Linked DNA regions of Sus scrofa: region 1 is linked to region 2. The links are chromatin contacts, called in public HiChIP or PLAC-seq maps. All regions are on one chromosome and are shown on one strand. Each heading gives the region's core, a stretch centred on a gene start, on an enhancer-like site or on the middle of the called end of the contact. The rest is flanking DNA. Distances are from core to core; before and after follow the strand shown.

Region 1 (3,634 bases), core at 1,097-3,596, 210 kb before region 2:
GGCCCCTGTTGAGGACTGTTGATACCCCATTTAAGACGAGAGCTGAAGCCCAGAGCAGGGAGGTGACTCGCCCCAGATGGCACAGCTAGTGAGCAGTAGAGTCAGGCTTTGGACTAGACCTAAATGACTCAAGAGCCTGGGCCTTTCACCATGAGGCTGTATCTGCACCACCTGGATGGCCACCAAGAGCTGTTCCAAGTTGGCAGATTTGAGGTTCATGAACTGGGGGCGGGGGAGGAGGTGCTGGTGGAAACTTGAGCTCAACCTTCTACAGACCCTCCTGCCTCTTCCCCTCTTCAGTATTCTGGCTTTACTGAACACTTCATTGAGCCTGACTTGGCCCAAAGGCATGCTGGGTCTGGAAGTGTATGTGGCAGATTTAGCATGTGCACTGACCTTGATAAATTAAGAGTAGGGAAGAGTACTAGAAATACATAGGTGGTTCACAGGAAGAAGGGCTAGTACCTGGCCTTAGAAAGGGGGCCTGTGGCAGAAAGGGGGCCTCCCAGGTCTCTGCACCCAGAGCCAGAAGACAGCACCCTCCCCCTGGCATCTGGCATCTGATGGTGGCACTTCACATTTCCTGCTCCCCTCCACCTGGGATGCCCAGTTGGGACAAAGCAGCCTCTTGGACAGAGAAGGCCAGCCTGCCCAGGACTGCCTGCTGTGTGGGAGGGTGCTGGTCACATTGGGACCACTCCAGTGAGCAGAGGAGGAAGCCAAGAGGCTGGGGATGGCCTGGGATGTGGATCATCCCAGCCTCCTGTACACTCTCTGGCTCACATGGCCAGAATGATAGCAGAACACCCCTGCCCCCACAGGGGAAGCAGTGTTTCAGGAGCCTGAATGGGTGGGTATGTGGTGGAAAAAGTGAAGAGAGGGGCTCACAGGTGCCTTTGTCTTTTTTCAAAGTGGGGGGATGGTTGGGACTGTGCCAGCATGGGGCCAGACCTGGGGCGGTGGGGGTGGGGGTGGGGGTTAAGGCTACCTGCAAGTCCATTTAGGGCCAGATCTCCGCACAAGCAGAGTTGGGGTGGGCAGAGCTGAGGCCAGTATGTGAGGGAAGGCTGAGAAGGGAGGTGGGCAGAGTCCTTGGTGAGCACAGGCCAGGCATGTTGCCCACCCTGAGCTCCAATCTGGGGAGACCTAGTACCCCAGGACCTCAGCTCAGAAGCCGGCCCTCCTGTCCCCAGATTGGCATCCAGAACTACTCCACTACAAGCAGCTGCCAGGCCCGGGCCAGCCAGGTGCGCAGTGACTACGGGACGCTCTTTGTGGTGCTGGTGGTCATCGGTGCCATCTGTGTGGTCATCATCGTGCTGGGCTTGCTCTATAACTGCTGGCAGCGCCGGCTGCCCAAGCTGAAACACGTGGTGAGCGTGAGGGTGGGTGGGCAGGGGGCCTGGTCCGGGTGGTATAGGGGGTCCAGCTAGCCGGGCACCTGAAACTTGGGGTCCTTATTTGTGAGTGAGGTGGCAGTTACTAGGGGGTGGGTACTGTGAGTTGAAGTCCTTGTCCAGGGCCCAGCTCCTGGTTGTCAGATGCTGGAGGTGTGGGTTGTGGGCCCAGTTCCTCCTGGGCAGGGCGGCCTTGCAGACGCCCCGGTTGGGGGTGGGAGTGGGGTGCAGGCAGTGCACACCTCCCTTATTTTCTAGGAGTCTCTGGGGTGGTGGAGGGATAGACGGTGTCAGGGAGGCCACAAGGCTGATAAGTGTAAAGGGTCAATGGTCATTTTAAGAAAGGAGTTGAGCTACAGGACCAGAAGGGGCTGTCTGTCCGCTGTCCGTCGAGGGTCCGACAGGGGTCCCCTGTCTAGGGAGGGTCTGGAGGGATGTGGGGCGGCGGGGCCGGCGCGCCCGCCCAGCCGCCCCTCCCGCCGCAGTCGCACGGCGAGGAGCTGCGCTTCGTGGAGAACGGCTGCCACGACAACCCCACGCTGGACGTGGCCAGCGACAGCCAGTCGGAGATGCAGGAGAAGCAGCCCAGCCTGAATGGCGGCGGCGCGGTCAACGGCCCGGGGGGATGGAGCGCGCTCATGGGGGGCAAGCGTGACCCCGAGGACTCAGACGTGTTTGAGGAGGACACGCACCTGTGAGGGGCTGAGCCCCGCCCGGCCCGGGCCTCGGCGTGGGGTCCTCTGCCTCCCCCTCCAGTGACTCTCGACGCATCTCGGCACCCCCCACCCCCCCGACCCGACGCCCCGCGGGGCGCCCGGGACCCTATTAAAGCCGCCGGGAGAGCACGCCGGCCCGTGGTCCGCCTAAGCGACTCGTTCTTACTCTGGGCTGGGGTGGGGGCGGGGCAGCGCGCCCGAGTCGGTCCTCCGAGCGCCAGGCGCCGCTGCCGAGCGCCCGGGCGGGGCGGGGCGTGTTTATATCCGGCCGGGGCTCTGAGGTCGCCTGGCGGGGGTCCGGGCCGTCCGCGCCATGGATACGTGCGACCTGTTCTCCAGCTGCAGGAAGGGGGACGTGGGCCGAGTGCGGTGAGGACCCTTGGCCCCGGGAGGGTGCCGGGTGGGTGACCCCGCCGCAGACCCTTCCCCCGTGGGCGCCCAGACGCCGAAGCAGGGCTGCCTAGGTTGCCACAGTGCTCTGGGGTGGAGCCGGGGATCGGGGAGCTCTGGCGTGACTCCTCCAGGGGGTCCCGGAGGAAGGTACTGCGACGAGAACGCCCGGAGGGGGAGAGGAGAGCGCGGAGAGAAGAGAAGGGCCCGGGCGCCAGACCCTGGGGGCCGGCCTGGGACTCCGCGATTCGTTTCTGATGCGCTGTGGACCCGGAGCTGGGGTCTCTAGTCCTCGGAGATTCGGAAACTCCCCAAGTGCGGCTAGAGCTGACTGGGCGCTGCAGTCGCCATCTCCGTGGGCTGCCTGATTGGGATGGGAGGCACCTGCCCACCTTCGCCAATTCCTGACCCGCACAGCTCCCCCGCTGCAGGTGCCACTTGTGATGCTGCTGGGAGCGCTCTTGAGGTCGGCCCAGGTGTCTCCCCCAAGGCACTTCCTCCTCTGTGGTGGCTCCATCACCACCCTTGTTGATTCCCACTTCCCCACCCCACCTGCTGCCCTGTCTCCTGACATCCACCTTCTAGAACCTACCTTTTTGTCATTTCCACATCACCAGTATGCCTGCAGCAGCTCGTGCTCGGCCTTGCCACCCCAAGCAGCCAGAGGGCTCCCACAGAGGCAGAGGCCCCTTCCTCTCCTCCTTCCCAAAGGCTTTCTGCCCAGAGGCCCCTTCAGTTCTGGGGCCTCTGATGCTGGGTTTCCCATTGCCACTCCGTGGTCTCCTTGTCTCAAGTGCCTTTCCTGTTCTGCTCAGCCCTCACCCGCCCTCACCTGGGGAGGCTTCCTTCCTTCCCCTCCTGAAGGTTTGCTCTCCAGACCAGGAACCTGGCCTGACTCAGCTCTGACTTCCCTGCCCAGGTATCTGCTAGAGCAGCGTGACGTGGAGGTGAACGTGCGGGACAAGTGGGACAGCACCCCGCTGTGAGTGCCGTGGGGGGAGCAGGGGTGGTCAGGGTTGGTGGCGCTGCAGGCCTGACAGCACTGGGTCCCTTCCCCTCAGGTACTATGCCTGCCTCTGTGGCCATGAGGAACTTGTGCTCTACCTGCTGGCCAATGGTAAGTGGGTTGGG
Region 2 (3,584 bases), core at 537-3,036:
GACCTCCATATGTTGCAGGCGTGGCCCTAAAAAGCCAAAAAAAAAAAAAAAAAAAAAAAAAAGAAGAAGAAGAAAAGGAAAAGAAAGGAGAAGTGCAAGCCTTCATGAGAGCTGAATCAATGCATCCGTAGAAAATGTGTCTGGCAAAGTCTGCTGGCTCTATAACTATGTAAATAACAGAACTACTGGCCACTCAAGATAGACTAGATTTCCCCGCCCCGCCCCCATGGTCTAGGTGTGACCGTGTGACTACATCACCACCAAGGACATGTGAAGTATGCCTTCTGAGTGTGTCTTCAAAGGGAGGGCTTACGCCTCTCCTGTCCTGGCTGCAGCCTGTGGACCAGGGTGACACTCTGCTGGGGCAGTGACTCTCGAGCTACCTGGAGGCTCAGGATCCTTCTGCCAGGCAGTTGTGTGAAAGAGAAATTAATTTCCTCCCTCTTAGGGGATTATCACTCAAATTCTTTGTTAGAGAGGCTAAACCCATACATCTTAACTTACACAATACATAAGATACTAATCACTGCTTAATAATGCAACAATGTTAATAATGTTCCCTCATAGTGCAGCTGGCTAAGGATCCAGTGCTGTCACTGCAGCAGCTGGAGTCACTGCTGTGGTACAGGTTCTATCCCTGGCCTGGGAACTTCCACATGCCACAGGAGCAGCCAAAAATAATAATAATATAGCAAACGATGAGTCATGCTTGTGTTAAGAAACTACTTGGACGCCACCTCTAACGAGATTTGATTATGCATGTACTCGAGTTTTGAGGATTTCTTTGCTGGGGAAAAGGAAATAATCTTGGGGTGTGGAGAAAAACTTGGCTTCCAGAAGGTTCATGACATTTCAAAAACCCTCAAATCTATACAATTAAGTTTTATGCTGCCTTGACCACCCAAAGGCTGGGCTATCTGAGTGGTTTATCATCACAGGAGTGGAAAGGCACCATTTAGTAGACAGGCAAGTATCTCCCTCCCCCAGGTCTCTCTGTGACAGAGTCTTAAAGCAGAAGAGCCTCCAAAGAAATGTGGTCCCGTCTCTGGCTCAGGACAGGACACAATCAATATTATCAGGAAGAGGAGGCTTCTGACCCACTTTCAAGATCTTTGCATTTGATAACACACACCTCATCAGGGGAAAACACGTGGGTTACTTGATAGTTATCAAAGTACTTTCACGCCCATCAGCTCTATTTCATCCTCCTAATAACCAGGATGTGAGCCAGATGCATTATGCTTTGCTGGCTGTGCTCCACGAATCTGAGTTACTTTGCAAGGTCATGAGGCTGTCAAGAGCTGAGCCGAGCTAGGACACCAGGTAAGGCCCTCCTTCCTGTCACTTACTGGCTTTGCCTCTCCATCACCCAAATCAGTGACCACTCCCTGACCATCTGTTCTCTGGAGGGCCAAAGCCAGTAAGTTAGTGGACAGAGCTCATGGCGTCTGGGAGCTTTCAGGCTGGATGGGGCAATGTGCCAGTTGTGTACACCTGGCTACAATGTGACGCCGTGCTGGGTGCGCACCGTGTGACGGCACAGGCCACAGTGCTGAGCCCTTCAGGATGCAAGAGACAATAAGGACCAAAATATGTAGGTGTGGTAACTGCCAGAACCCCCGCCCTCCCATGCTAACCCTGAGGTACACACATACACGTACACATATGTATGCACACACAGCAGCCTGCGGGCCTGGGCACGAAGTCCTGCCGGCCGGGGCGGGGTGCAGAGAGAGCGCACCTGTCAGGCCGCGGAGCTGCCAGCGCTCCCCCTCCCCCAGCCCCGCAGGCGCCCGCGCCCCCTCCCCGCACATCTATTTATATCGCTCTACCAGCCCGGTCCTTATTGGGCAGCGCCTGCCGTTTCGGTGCCATCGCGGAGGCCCCAGCAGAGGACTGTGTCCGCGCCCGAAGAGCCGGCAGCCTTGTAAGTAAAGGCGACCAGGCGGAGGAGGACCCCTCGTGGCCCGGGCCCCTGCGTCTCTGCTCCCTCAGCTCCTGGCCCTTGGCCGCGAGCGCCTCTGTCTGCAGGTCCCGCGGCCCTCCCGGAGCCCAGGACCGGCCTGCACTGTACCTGCCCCTGCCGTGCAGGCCACGCTCCTAACTGCAGACTAAGGGGTCTAATTGTTCTGCGCGCCCCCATGATTGTTAAAGTTAACTGACAGCTCCTTGAAAACCCAGCCACATTTTTTTCAGGTGGCAGGGGGTGAGAATCTTCCAGACAGAGAACAACATGCGTAGGCATGAGCATTATAGTTGGGAGTGGGTCTGTTACTACTAAGAGATGAAAAATACAAGGAAGGAGCTTTAGGAGACAGGCAGGAGGGGCTGGGAGGTGCTAGACTGTGAGGGGCCCTGTAGCACCTGAATCAGGGAGGGGGGCAGTGCTGGTGAGAGTAGGATCGAGGTAATTTTTTAAATGTGGGGTAATGATTCATACATGATAGTCACCAGCTTACGGAAGGGCCATGTTTTAAGCACTGGAACTGAGACATCATTTTCTGATGTCATGTTGACAGACAGTATTTGGCTTGCCAACCAAAATCCATCGAATGGATTAAGACAGACCTTAAGTATACTATTTCTCAGGTTTTCAATTTTCTAATCGATAAAATTCCAGGCTTGGCTGTTGATCACCTCTGTCATTTCATATTATAATTTACTCACCATACTGAACATTTCTTTGGAAAAGAAATATGGATTAATTTGGGAATCCAGTAACTTCTTTGCCGGCCAAAGCAGGAGTAGGAAGGAATTATTTCTGCCTTTCCTCCAGAGCAGTTCTCATTCAGACTGGATACGCAGGTTGTAAGCTTTTGCATTTTCCAATCACTCATAAGTTGGCCTGCCTAAACTTTGACAGGTTAAAAGGAAAATTCATAATGTATCTATGTGTCCTGTCCCCCCACATACACACACACATGTTTACAATGTGGGTTTCAAAGTTGTAAGGTACGCTACTGTCAATACAATTTTTAATTTTAAACTGAGTTTATGCAATATTTGATATGCAGAAAGGCATAAGGAGTAATAAAATGGGTGTCCAATAACTGACATACAGCTGATGAAGTTAAATACTGATTATGCAGTTGAAACCCTTGTCACCCTTCTCCAGTTGCACCCACTTCCTTCCACACTTCCTGAAGGCAACCACTGTCCTGAACTTGGTGTTTATAATAACCTTTCATTTCTTTATATTCCACCACAGGTGTATGTATCCTCAAAGAATTTATAATTATTTTAACTTTATTTTGATATAATTTCAAACTTACAAGAAAGTTCTAATAATACTACCAAAATCTCCCATATACAGTTAACAGATTCCCTAATTGTTTATATGTACTTTGTCTTAAATATATCATCCACATTTACTCTGTTAGGATGTATAATGTTGTTCTGAGTATTTTAAACAAGCTATCAGTGGCACACAGCCTCTATTCTTCCACAGTTTTTTTTCGCACTTTGTGAAATTTATCCATGCTGATACATGTAGCTCTAGTTCATTCTTTTTTATGCTATACAATATTCTCTTGAGTGAATATCCTACAGTTTCTCCCATTAATGGATATTTAGGTTATTTCCAA

Evidence for each region. HiChIP or PLAC-seq counts read pairs in DNA pulled down with a chosen protein or histone mark.
Region 1: a contact with region 2 is called in an H3K27ac HiChIP or PLAC-seq map of skeletal muscle. The contact joins the promoter of ABTB1 here to the promoter of KBTBD12 in region 2. A contact is called at or near these places in 1 of 5 promoter capture datasets (fetal liver), 1 of 47 Hi-C or Micro-C datasets (heart right ventricle) and 1 of 2 datasets of contacts at active chromatin or transcription factors (skeletal muscle).

The regions. Positions count from the first base shown.
Region 1 is chr13:72,577,937-72,581,570 of Sscrofa11.1, reverse strand. It overlaps ABTB1 (ankyrin repeat and BTB/POZ domain-containing protein 1), which reads left to right and starts at 2,346. Exons shown (of 12, transcript XM_021069446.1): 1 at 2,346-2,482; 2 at 3,423-3,485; 3 at 3,565-3,620. The coding sequence starts at 2,427. PODXL2 (podocalyxin-like protein 2) reads left to right here. Exons shown (of 8, transcript XM_021069445.1): 7 at 1,194-1,373; 8 at 1,883-2,261. The coding sequence ends at 2,095.
Region 2 is chr13:72,363,777-72,367,360 of Sscrofa11.1, reverse strand. It overlaps KBTBD12 (kelch repeat and BTB domain-containing protein 12), which reads left to right and starts at 1,786. Exons shown (of 6, transcript XM_013982012.2): 1 at 1,786-1,927.